Regions from separate parts of the Astyanax mexicanus genome. Here region 2 is linked to region 1. A link is a contact called in public Hi-C data. All regions are on one chromosome and are shown on one strand. Each heading gives the region's core, a stretch centred on a gene start, on an enhancer-like site or on the middle of the called end of the contact. The rest is flanking DNA. Distances are from core to core; before and after follow the strand shown. Region 1 overlaps lmbr1l (limb development membrane protein 1-like). Region 2 holds the start of ikzf4 (IKAROS family zinc finger 4).

Region 1 (6,795 bases), core at 2,941-5,440:
TGCAACCTCAATCACCAGTACCCTTTTTTTTTACCGTAAACAGTTTCTCATTAGGCCACTCTGAATGACTTTGCTTACTTTGCCCTTTTTAAATTAGAGAAGTTTTTAAATTTAAACTTAAATGTAAAGTAAAAAGTCTGCACTGCACTGTTTTCTCTAAATCTCACCTCCATTCCTCTGGGCATGGCCGACTCATCAAAGAGCAGCTCCAGCACATGGAAACACACCATCAGCACACACACCACCTGAGCAGCAACAGCAAGAGCAGTCACTACAACCGAACAGGGACACAACACTGGCATCATCTGTTCACAAACAATAAAGACTCATCCTTACAGTTAATGCCAACAGCAGCAGCATGACCAGCGGGTAGCCCAGGTTACGCTGCCAGGCCGACGCCTTCCTCCTCGTCTCTGTGAGAGAGAGAGAGAGAGAGAGAGAGAGAGAGAGAGAGAGAGGGAGAGAGAGAGAGAGAGACTGAGTGTGAGGGACAGCTGGTATCTGATGTGAAAGGACAGTTGTACTTGTGAGGACAGTGTTCTCACCCAGAGCCATGCGCTTAGCCTGTATGCTCACAAACTGCCTCTTCATCGCCTCCATGTTCAGGTTCAGCCAGCAGGAGGTGTTACCTGAGAAACAGTCAAAGAACAGTCACGTTATTGAAGTGAATCAGATTTTAAAATATCATAAACTGTTAAATCATTTATTACAAACAACATTTACAGCTCTGGAAAAAAATAAGAGACCACTTAAAAGATGGTGAATTTCTTTGATTTTACCAAATTGAAAACCTCTGGAATATAATCTAGAGGAAGATGGATGATCACAAGCCGTCAATCCAAGTTTAACTGCTTGAATTTGTGCATTAGGAGTGGCATAAAGTTATCCAAAAGCAGTGTGAAAGACTGGTGGAGCAAAACATGCCAAGAAGCCTGATTTAAACTGTGATTAAAAACCAGGGTTATTCCACCAAATATTGATTTCTGAACACTTAAAACTTTATGAATATGAACTTGTTTTCTTTGCATTATTTGAGGTCTAAAAGCTCTGCATCTTTTTTTTATTTTAGCCATTTCTCATTTTCTGCACATAAATTCTCTAAATGACAATTTATCTTATTTGGAATTTGGGAGAAATGTGGTCTGTAGTTTATAGAATAAAATAACAATGTTCATTTTACTCAAAAATATACCTTTTTTTTACAGGGCTGTATTTATTGAAACCAGGCAGCATATGATGATTTAATTAAATTATATGTCAAGTCAGAGTAATGTAAAAATATAGACTCTTTAAATTATTATTATTATTATTATTATTATTATAAAAAAAATCTCTATATTAAGTCAAAATTTCATAATGAATAGATATGCTCTAAAATGACCTGAAATAACCTTTTTACTAACTTAACTAGCTTTTTTCCTTTGACAGCAACAATATATACATTTTTAAATTACCTGCTGACCCATTGAAAAGCAGGTCAGAATTAAACTGTAAAATATGGACATTTTTGTTTGAAATACACTGTAATAGTTATATGGTAATATCTTTGGTTTAAAACCATTACTGCATGAATTAAGCATATTTAGCCTGTATAAAGCATTAAATATACTATTTTCTAGATAGGTTATGAAATAGCTAAATGTACTGACATATAATGTTATATATTTGTGATTTTGTGAATTAAAGATACTTAAATTTACCTATTATTATATAAAAAAAACTATTTTACACATATTATATATACTTTTAAATGTATATTTTTATTTGCTCAGCTACCACCTACAACTCACATCATCATCTGCTTGTGTCTAGACATTCTCTGCAGTTCTACATCACAATTATAAAGTATAAGAAATGAAGAGGCTGGGAAATAGTGATGATTAAAAAAAAATAAGAACACTAATTTAAACATTCTGGATTAAGAAAAAAGAAAAATAAGATATTGGCTTTTTATCATCATAAGAAAATGCACAATTTCCTTCAGCTTGTTTGGAAATGTATTATTTGAATATTTGAAAGGTAATATAAACAAATATACATTCTAACAGGTTTATTGTTATAAAGGTTGTGTTATGAACACTCACTGTTGAGCTTCCTGGAGAGCGAGGCCTCCTCAAACACAGCACAGTTCATCGTCTCCTCCACATTCTCCAACAGCTGAACACGCACCACAACACAGTCATATACTGAGTCAGTGAACACCAAGCTTCCTATTTTCAGTTTCAGCACAGTAAGCAAGATAACTACACCCAAATCAGTCATAACGAGGTCAAAAGGTGACTCTTAGTTATATTTTCCATAAATCCTACTACTGTCAGCACTTAAATAACAGTCTCAGAAAAGGCTGGATTCATTATTACGTAGGTAAGCAGGTCAGAACATTTCTCAATACATATCAAAACCCACTTAAACGTCACATGCTTACCCGCGGTTTAACCAATAAGCTCCCAGTGACGCTGAACATACGTGACATTCCAAATGGGGTGCACACTGTTAAGACAGAAAAAGAAAATAATTAATGCTTAAACAAACAATACACACACACATTTAGCACAATTACATGAACTACTGAATTACTGAACTACGCCTAGCCTACAATTAACCACATTAACCACAACTTATAACCTGCTCCACATGTCAAAAAAAAAAAAACCATTAAAAGGTTTTCAGGTATAATCAGACAGACATGCACTTACGCAACAGCAGCAGCACTCCAAACAGAGAGATACAGGAGTAGAGGTAGGGCAGGTAGTACTCCCACAGGTCTGAAACACAGCAAAATAGACAGGAGAGTGAGCTCACGCCCTCTATACACACACTGGATACATGCTTTATTTAGCATCTGACACAACAACTCTGACAAAACTGTGACGTTAAGCCCAGTATCACCAAATTAGCAGCTTTACATGAGATAGAAAAACCTACTTAACTTTCAATGGAAGTCAATGAAAATATATTTTTGGGGCATTCCTATTGATCATCATGGAATTGTTATATAATGAGATTCAAGGTCTTTCATAATTTATTCAAATTAAACCAAAATGTAATGTTTCTTGATGTTTCTATTAATATTTTTGTAATAATACCACACAGAAATATGGTTCTTTAGAGTTTGCTTCGCAGCACTTTGACTTAAGGCCGCTGACTGTTGATTTAAGGCTGTTGAAGTAAGGCCGCTGACCGCTGACTTAATGCCGCTGTCCTTTGACTTAAGGCAGCTGACCTTAGGCCATTGTTCTTTGACTTAATGCCATTGTTCTTTGACTTAAGGCCACTGGCCGCTGTCTAAAGGCAGCTGTATTTTGACTTAATGCCACTGACCACTGTCTTAAGGCCACTGTCTTAAGCCCACTGACCGTTGAATTAAGGCCACTGTCTTAAGGCCACTGTCTTAAGGCCACTGTCTTAAGGCCACTGTCTTAAGGCCGCTGTGCTAAGGCCGTTGTATTTTGACTTAAAGCCACTGACCACTGTCCTAAAGCCACTGTCTGTTGACTTAAGGCCAATGTCTTAAGGCCAATGTCTTAAGGCCGCTTACCGCCGTCTTAAGGCTGCTATCTTGAGGCCACCTGCCCTTAGACTTCTGCTAAAGTGGCTCTTTGGTGACTTTCTTTCAGTTCTTTACAAAGTACTAGGAAACGAAATCAAGTCAGATGACTACCCTTTAAGGTTGGGCACTACATAATGTTTTGTATAATATATAATATATTGTAAATATCAATATATTAAATACTATTTACTACAATATATAAAAATGATCATAGTAGCACCTCTGTGTGATTTACTTCCTAAAAAAACTTTTCTTGGTCTATTAGAACGTTATCATTTTGTTTTTACATGTAGACACAGTATTAAATTAGGGTTCAGGGATATAAATGCAGAAGAGGATAGGGAGAAAAATACAGCAAGAAAACAAACCAAAGAATTTTAATGACTCATCCATTCAATGTTCTTCTTGTATAGCCTTGTGTTTTTTTGTGTGAATATGCAACAATATTTAAAAAATATTAAATTATTAATGAATGTACCAAGAAGTTCTTTAAAAAAATAAAATAATAATAAAATGAAGGGTGAACTGTGTCAGCCAGGTTTAGTTTCACACACACCGTAGAGACTCTCTCTGGCCGTGTTGTCGTGGAGGAGAGCTGAGGCCACCCACACAATGCCAAGCACCAGCAGACTGAGGAGAAGCAGCATCACTGCAGTCTCATAAACCCGAGACATGACTCCCTGCAGCAAAAGCACTCCAACAGATTAGTATATACAGTCATTTATACAGTAATATACAGACAGACAACTCCAGTCTTTTATTGAAAATATCAGAACAAATATTTACCCTTTTGGACCCTGTGAAGCCTTCTGCCTCAGTAAAGAAGTAGGCGAAAGGCATGAGGAAGACCAGGGACAGGTTGGAGAAGAGGAAGACTAAGTTCCATAGACCTAAATGAAGAAAGTAAATAAATTACATAAAATTAATTAAATCTTAATAATACATTACAATCAATAATAATGCATATCTTTATATTCATATTCACATATAAATAAATATATATATTTTTTTTAACTAAGGATTAGGCTATAGTGTTTTATCATGTACTAACATTTATAATCGAATAAACATCAGCTGTTTTCAGGAATATCAGTGTAGTTTCTGCAGTCACCACGAGAGGGTGGTAAAAGTTCAACACGCTCCCTGCTCTGGTCTGGAGATCTACAGAACAGGTGTTAAAGCTGTCTGTCTGTCTGTCATTCTGTCTGTCATTGTAGTTTCCGTTGCCTAAGTACATTATGTAAAGTGTATTACATAAAACATTTTTTGTCTAAATGATAGCACCTTTATTAACCTTGAAAACAGAGCTGGATTCGTCTTGTTTTTCTAACATCCAGCATGTGTCTCCTCTTAGCCAACGTTGGGTATCGCATATCACTTAACACATGCTGTCTGAATTCCTCACATAACACTCAACTACAGCTATATTACTGACACCTTGGCCAGGGCCTCCGAGTCCAGCGCTAATAATCATCAGTCAATCATCAGAAACAAGCCCAGCCTTTTACTACAGTGTAGTGCAGCAGTCTGACCAAATATGTATATCATGGTATTTTTCAAGATTCTCACAGATTTACATTTATTTTAATTCAATTTTTATTTTTAATATAGGTTTGTGACTTACTGTACTGTTAGGAGTACATATTATAAAAAACCCTAAGGCTTTAAACTTTGGCTTTGATTACTATTGGGTCTACTTTGTCCCACAAGACTACATAATATATTAAGATTTCAGAGTTAATTAGCCAAAAAAACAAAACAGACAAACAAACAAACAAAAAAAACAGTTAAAGAATGCAAACAATAGATCATACAATAAGGTACGCTAACAACTTTAACACAGCTTCCTTTACAAAACTAATTATTTTAAATAGTTCCATAAACACTATAATGGACCTGAATTACTAAATGTTAAAGTATTCAAATTATATTTCTCAACAGCTCTATTGCACAAGTAAGACACAAATTCAATATCAATTTACAATATGTTGTTCCTGAAGCAAAAGCAATACAGTAATAAAATCAGGCACAATTCCTATCTGTCTCCAGCTAACAAATAAATTCAGTGCACACGATTAATCTGATTAAATTTTTTTTTAATCGATTGACATAAATAGAGAAAACTGTACACAGCAAATGTAGAAATGCAGTATATTCCCATTTCCAGATGTATGCATTAATACAGTCAGAGAACGATGTTAGGTTTGGTGTGTGTGTGTGTGTGTGTGTGTGTGTGTGTGTGTGTATATATACCATGTATAAGTGAGCCGTTGAGCCACTGCATGTAGTAGCTCTGTGGGAATGTGAGCAAAACTTCGTTGGAGAGGATTGAGATGGGTAGAAGCAGCACTGCACACACTGCCACTGAGAGCGTAAACGTACACAGCCACAGCCTGCAGACAGACAGACAGAGATAAAGAGAGAAGAGAAAGAGAAGAGAGAAAGAGAGTGTTTAGTGTAAGATCTTTGCATTGACAGTCTAGCTGTAAAAGGTAGTGTTCAGTGCCACGGTGGAGGCTAAAGGTCAAACCAGGCTCAATACTAACACTCAGAACAAACTGATAAACAGGGTAAGCACACACTGCTCTATTTTTTTATGAATTACTACTTCCTGTAGATTTAAAACAAACTAATTTACACTCTAATTACAGCTTTTTACTACTTACACAATTTTGTTGACAGTGGCATCTTCTATATCATCTGGAGGAAGACAGAGAGAGAAAAACACACACAAGTTTATTTGCAAACAGACAAATACAAACACGACACAAGGTCAAACTGTCTTGACATGACAGTTTGTCATGTCAAGACAATATGTTACTATTTCAATAGTAACATTCATATGTTACTATTTCAAGCCTCACTAATCAACTCTTAGATTTGGCTATCGTGATTTAGTTCTATAGATATATAGTTCACATTTATAAATGTATATCAGTCTATATCTGCAATGTATTCAAAAACTGCATGCATGCAAAAAATGATGATGATTTTATGCGTATGGTTGTTGCTGTTTTGCTGTGTGCCAGTGTTGTGCATAAATTCAACCCCCTGCCAGAATCCGATTCCCCTTAAATGACATTCTTTTGTTCATTGTGAGAGAAGAAACTCAACAGTAATACGTATTTAAAACAGAAACAACAGGAATCATGAGCATAATCTGTTGTGCTCTACTGCTGCATGCGCTGCATGCACACCAAGGGGAGTCAGATTCAGTTTTTGGCACAACACTGGTGTCGGCTGAT
Region 2 (6,795 bases), core at 1,372-3,871, 35 kb after region 1:
AGATTACACTGACATGCCACATGTCATGAGACAGGAACCACTATCACGTCCCATGACTTTATCCCTGTCTCATGGAGGGATATGTGGAATATGTGTGAGCACTGAGAATTCTAGCCAGATAGCACCAGACCTGAGCCATACTTTCATAATGATCATACTGCTATTCCATGACTTCCATCATGTCAGCGTTGGGTATGTTCAGTTGGTTCATCACACTCTAATAAAATACTGGAGTGCTGAACACTTTGTTCTCTGCATTGTTCCAGGTGCTGTCAGTCTCTGAGGGGGCCACACTCGAGGAAATAACCACCAGCTACAGGGATCTGGTTAAATTATGGCACCCAGACCACAACCCCAAGCAGCAGGACGAGGCACAACAGATGTTCATTCAAATCCAGGAGGCATATGAGACACTTATGAACAGACATAGGCCACGAAAAAGGAAGTGATTTTATTATTATTATTGAAGCACTATATGTATTGGGTCAGAATACATGTTGGCTAACATGCCTTTGATTAAAAAAAAAAAAACTAAAGGGGGATTCCAGCTGCAGTGAAAAATAAAAGCCTTAAGCATGTCTGTGGTTTACAAAGAGGGAGACTTGTAGGTTTAAAAAAGAATTAGTAAAAAAATCCCTCTGATTATGTGTCTTGAAGGTGGGGGAAAACTAGCACTTTGGGGGCAGTGGGGAAACTTGTGAGCTTCTAAAGCTGTGCATTACAAATACAGATTACATATACAGAGTGTATGTTGTATTTTCATAATGGATGTGAGTTTCATAGTGAAAGAACACTAATAGATGAAAACACAATAAATAATAAATTCTTTAAAAAACTGTTGAAGCTGAGGGTTTCTATGCTAAACTGCATAATTTTACACAACATGACTAAAAACAAATCACCAATGCTATGCAAAAATACATTAAATAAGCTAAAGAACACTACACTGACTTGTGGGATATATGTGTGGGGTCTCCTGCACTTAATATAGATGTTATTTTTTGCAGATACCCACAGTTATAGAGTGTTCCATTCATCTGGCACCCATTCTTAAACCTTGCTCCAACTCCAATTCACATTGTCTTGCCATGAGCATGCTGGCCAAGGTTTAACCTAACTTCCAAGGCATCACCTCACAACTTATATAGGTGTGGGCATTCCCAAGCAGTCCCCCGAGAAAACACTTCATGACATGATAAACTTACCTTATGCTATCCCATGACCTTTGGCATGTCAGTATAAGGGACAGCTGTTAATTTAGAATTATTACAAAAGCTAAAAAATTGGTAAAACTGAGATACAAGGCGTTTGACTGACAGCAAAAACAGAAGAGCTCCCCCTGTCATTTCTACAGCTGCATGCTTGAAGGTCTGCTGCCACCCAGGGGCTACAAACAGTACCTGCTTTAAAAAAGTGTACAAAGATACAAAAAGATACAAAATTCTGCCCTTCAGAATGTTCCAGCATATGATTTTGAATTGGACTGCATGAATTAGACTGGATGAAGATACTGGCTGGATGATCTCGAAGAGCAGCAGGTGTCTTCAAACTTTTGACCACCTTGATCCCACCCTTTACATACCACCCCATTCCATTTTGGGATTGTTTAAGTAGGTTACTGTTTTTGCCAATAAATGCTACCAAATCCTCACAGCAATGTTCCAGCATCTAATCTTAAATTGGACTGGACAGATCTGAAAGAACAACAGACGTGTATAAATATTTGGCCACCTTGATCCCAATTTTTACATCAATCCCATCCCGTTTTAGGCATTATTACATTGCCTCTGAATGCTACCAAATCCCCTCATAGCAATGTTTCAGCATATGCTGTTGGATTGGACTGGATGGATTTTACAGGATGAAATAGGTGTCTACAAACTTTTGACCATCTTCTAAATGCTACCAAATCCTCACAGCAACGTTCCAGCATCTAATCTTAGATTGGACTGGACAGATCTCAAAGAGCAGCATGTGTTTAAAATCTGTTGGCCATCTTGACTCAGCCTTCCCATCACATTCAATCTTTAAGATTATTTAGGTACTGTTCTTGCCACTGAATGCTACCAAACCCTCACAACAGTGTTCCAGTATCTAATCTTAGATTGGACTGGATGGATCTTAAAGAGCAAAAGGTGTCTTTAAACTTTTGTCCATCTTGATCCCACCCTTTATATACCACCTCATCCCATTTTTGGATGATTTAAGTTACTGTGTTTGCCATGGTATGTTACCAAATTCTCACAGCAATGTTCCAGAATATTGTCTTAGATTGGACTGATCTCAACAAAGAGCAGCAAGTGTCCACAAACCTTTGTCCACCTTGTTCCCACTCTTTACATCCATTCCCATCTCATCTCATGCTACTTATATAGTTTGTATTAATTGCTACCAACTTCTTACAGCAATGTATCAGTATCTAATGTTTGATTAGACTAAGCTAACTATACTGGATGGATCTCAAAGATCAGCCAGCATGTGTCTACAAACTTTTGATCCCACCTGTTACATCCCACCTCGCCCCATCACATTTTAAGGATTATTTAAGGACTTTTCTTGCCACTGAATGCTACCAAATCCTCACAGCAAAGTTCCAGTATCTAATATTAAATTAGACTGGATGAATCTAAAAGAGCAGCACGTGTCTACAAACTTCTGTCCATTTTGATCCCACCCTCCCCTCCAGTTCAGTCCGCGCTCGATGCTCTCGGTTCTCGGGCTGATCGAGGGCTCCGCGGGTGGGTTACTCGGGCCTGCTGGATCCCGGAACTTGTTCGGGATTTTCAGGTAAAGGATCCCGGAGATGCGCGAGAAAACAGACCGCGCTCGAGCCACATAAACAACACGGCGGAGAGGGTCGCTCGCCAGGTGGGGAGAACAGCCGGTCCGGCGGTGTGCGGTGCCCGGGTTGCCGGTGTGTGGCAGCGCGTCGCGCGGGCGGAGAGCCGCGCTCGGTCCGGCCGAGTTTTACAGAGGCGGCTAACGCTAGCCAGCTAGCCGCGCGGCATCTGCCGAGTATCGGGTGCCATAGCAACGCCGACGGGCTCTCGGGCAACATTACCGCGGTTTAGTTCAGCACGGCCCAAACACGGAGCGGCTCGGGCCCGGCGGACCGGCCGAGCCGATACCGAGGGTCAGGCGGGCGGTGAGCACTGTTTGTGGGTCAGTTCGGCCGTGTTTACACGCCTTATTCCCCCAGCTGTCGCCTGCCGTTAGCTCGTTAGCCGCTGCCGCTAGCTGGCTCGCCTCAGCCGCGCAGGGGGAGACGGACAGCCGGGCGCTGAGAGCAGCGGAGCCTGGAGACTGACAGCACTGACAGCCCCGTCTGTACTGTTTATCCACCCGCAGCGGGCTTTAATCCACTTAAACACGCCTAAAACACGATATTCGGGCAAAGTTACTGACCGGGCTGCCTGTTGCTTGAAGTCGTTTTAAGTGTAGCTGGAATATTTAACAGGGCTGAGTCCGTCTCTGTCTGAAGCTCCAGAGTTAACTTTTCTGTTTTAAGACAAACAAATGCAACCTGACAACCAGTTTTAGCTTAAAATAACACCAGATATTTAAGTCCTAACTCAGCTTTAACTGGTAAAATCTCAAATTAAAGCTTTTTACATAATTTCAGATCAGCTGTGAAATGTTTACTAGGAATTAGTTACAGCTCTAGCTAGTACTCTATGTAAAGCCATACTGAATTGCCGTATACATACAGCTCTGGAAAAAAATGAGAGCACTTCAGTTTCTGAATCAGTTTCACTTATTTTGCTATTTATAGGTATATATTTGAATAAAATGAGCATTGTTGTTTTGTTTTATAAACTATGAACATTAATCCCAAATACCAAATAAAAATATTGTTATTTAGATCATTTAATCACAAAAAATGAGATATTGCTGAAATAACAAAAAGATGCAGAGCTTTCAGACCTCAAATAATGCAAAGAAAACAAGTTCATATTCATAAAGTTTTAAGAGTTCAGAAATCAATATTTGGTGCAATAACCCTGGTTTTTAATCACAGTTTTTAATCATGGTTTTTAACCACTCCTGTTGCAAGAATTCAAGCAGTTTAACTTGGTTGGTTTGGTGGCTTGTGATCATCCATCTCCCTCTGGATTATATTCCAAAGGTTTTCAATTTGGTAAAATATTTAGGTATAATAAATATTTTTTCAGAGCTGTATGTCTTTACTGTAGTTTAAACATAGCACAAAAAGTAAGAAAAGTGAGGAAATTTGTGTTTGAATTATTTGGTATTTCTTTGTAGCAACAATGCTTCTTAATTTCCCTTTTAAACTGTTTTGTGAGATGAGCAGTGGAGCTGAGTATATGGGCTGCGCCCATGAAAAATGAGCCAAATTGTCTCTCTTTTTGCCCAGCAAGGGTGGTGGCTTTTATACTGTTCATATCAATATCAGAATTATATTGCATCAACCTAAATTAAGAAATATATTGTGATAAATTTGCCATATCATCCGTAATACTGAATATCTGCAGTGACCGAGTATTCCCACAACGGTGCGCCCTTATTGTAAATGTAAATAATATTATTATTACTAGGTTAAACTCATCTTATATGTATCTGAAATTATATTTACGATCTAAACGTGCACATACTCCAAAAGCACACTTCAACTAATAAAAATCTTTACTACTGATATCTTAAATTTACATATGTAGCTACTTGTATGTGTGGACCTGGACTTATTGTGTTTCATATAACTAAATGGTAACAAATGACTAGTCAAAATTATATTAAGGAATGAGAGTTTCTGTTATTTCTGTGAATTGTAATTTTAATTAAGTTAGGACTATATCATTGCTGTCACACAAAAAACTTGCATCTCAAATATAGCAATTTATTAGGACAACACCTTCTTTCAGTGGCAATCCATTTAAAAAGTAACTTTAAAGCATTTCTATTGATCCATTCATCATATAATTTGGACGCATTATAAAGAACAACTTATGTTTATATATAACATGTTAGAATGTCAAAATACATCATGTAAATACAAATTGCACACTGTTGATTATTATTAGTATTAATGCCCTGAATGCTATTAATTAAGGTCACTTAAGGTTGCTCTTGAAATGTGTTGAACCAATGTAACCTATGTACACTATTTGATTTGGCGAATTTGAGCAGGCTATAATTTCTTGTGTGATCTGGTGGTAAAAATAATACAAAGTGGTATGCAAAAGTTTAGGCAGCCCTGGTCAATGTGAACAAGTCAGTAACAAACCTAAATATAAAGAGGCTCTGCTCTTCAATTGGAGTATGTGATTTATTTTACTATTAATGTTCAAATTTAAGTAAAACAACACTAAAATACTGAAACCAATAATACAAGCATAATGTGCCATTATTTTTGCACATATCATATTTGAGTTATTTAGTTTGCGCTGGTTTAAATTAAGACAATACACAGTTCTAATGCTTTAATATGTTTTATGTATTGAATAACTACTTTAAGTTGACCAGGTGTCATTGTTTTTAATATAATGCCACATCTGCAGTTCTTTGCATGTGATAATAACTGTCATTCCTCCTTGATATTTTCCCCCCTGCACTCTGATAGGTTAGATGTAAAGGGGAGGGCATCTTCTTGACTTATACGCTGCTTTTTTTTTTTTTTAACCAAAGCATTGTTGAAGACAGAGACTTGGAACCGGTACAAACGCTAGAAGATATTAACTTGTGGTATTGTTCTTGATGCCATATTAATTGATATAAAACATTTTGATCTTTTGCGAGAGTATGGGAGCAATGCTGCAAAAAACAGAAGTGCTGAGTTAGAAGGAGCAGATTATAAGTCTGTTTATAAGTGTGCCTTGCAGCATTTCATTAAATTTTCTCTCACAGTTTTCTCTTTTCTGTTTTTTTGTTGCTGTTGTCTTAAGGCATCTGGTCTGAGAATGAATGCTGACGATTGCAATGGCCGTTCTTACATGTCAGGTATTGGGAGGTCTTATTGATTTTATCTAACACAATTACTTACCTTTGAACCTCTGTAGGAGCTTAATCGTGTCTGTATGTGCGTGTGTGTGTTTGCAGGCAATGGAGATTCTTCGACAGAGCGGGAGTTTTTTGCAGGGCTAAGGGGACCTAGTGTGAGCACTCCTAACAGTCAGCACTCTTCGCCCAGTCGCTCCCTCAGTGGTCAGTACCTTATCTGTACATTTTTTCTCTTAATCTTTGAAAAAGACAAAAAAAAAAACTGCATGTGAAACTTAGCATTTGGCCGGTGTTGAATTCTCTAATTCTGTTACTATTGCTGTATTCTGCTTTCTTCTGCTGTTTTCTGTTTCCTGCTCATAAACCCATTCATAAGTGTCCACTCTGCTCGTTTTCCCATCTGTCTAGCTAATTCCATCAAGGTAGAGCTCTACAGTGATGAAGAAGCAGGTGCTGCTACGCTTGCAGAGAGAAGAGGAGGAGAGAGGGATGAAGGATGGAAAGATGATAAAGGGGACATCCCAGAGGAGGGGGTTGTGGAGGTGGGTGGAGGGGTTCGAGGCCAAGGAGGAACCGGCTGTGGCGAGATGGGCAGCCCCGGACCTGCTTCGCCCGGACCCATACGGCTACCCAATGGAAAACTGAAGTGTGACATATGTGGAATGATCTGCATCGGTCCTAATGTTCTGATGGTACACAAACGCAGCCATACGGGTGAGTCTCATGTGGTTCTTTGAATGATTTGTTCATTTTACAGTTCAAGATGTCTCAAATAATGATATATAGGTGCTTTTGCTGCAAAAAAATGGACAGGTGAGCGACCATTCCAGTGCAACCAGT

The links. Hi-C and Micro-C count contacts between places; a contact is called where the count stands out from the background.
Region 2: a contact with region 1 is called in a Hi-C map of muscle, with 11 times the contacts expected there. The contact joins the promoter of ikzf4 here to the enhancer-like site in region 1. A contact is called at or near these places in 2 of 3 Hi-C or Micro-C datasets (both in muscle).

The regions. Positions count from the first base shown.
Region 1 is chr13:42,612,196-42,618,990 of AstMex3_surface, forward strand. lmbr1l (limb development membrane protein 1-like) reads right to left here. Exons shown (of 17, transcript XM_007246751.4): 3 at 6,217-6,250; 4 at 5,804-5,943; 5 at 4,337-4,440; 6 at 4,107-4,230; 7 at 2,697-2,765; 8 at 2,426-2,490; 9 at 2,085-2,157; 10 at 546-629; 11 at 337-413; 12 at 168-245. Among protein-coding and RNA genes, the nearest start is that of LOC125780579, 23 kb to the left of the region's middle. Within about 2 kb of position 4,191, the one cell type or tissue checked has an H3K27ac peak away from gene starts, as active enhancers do.
Region 2 is chr13:42,649,042-42,655,836 of AstMex3_surface, forward strand. ikzf4 (IKAROS family zinc finger 4) reads left to right here and starts at 2,622. Exons shown (of 8, transcript XM_022676887.2): 1 at 2,622-2,868; 2 at 5,901-5,955; 3 at 6,055-6,159; 4 at 6,364-6,669; 5 at 6,742-6,795. The coding sequence starts at 5,916. It overlaps dnajc22 (DnaJ (Hsp40) homolog, subfamily C, member 22), which reads left to right. Exons shown (of 4, transcript XM_049486400.1): 4 at 267-843. The coding sequence ends at 449.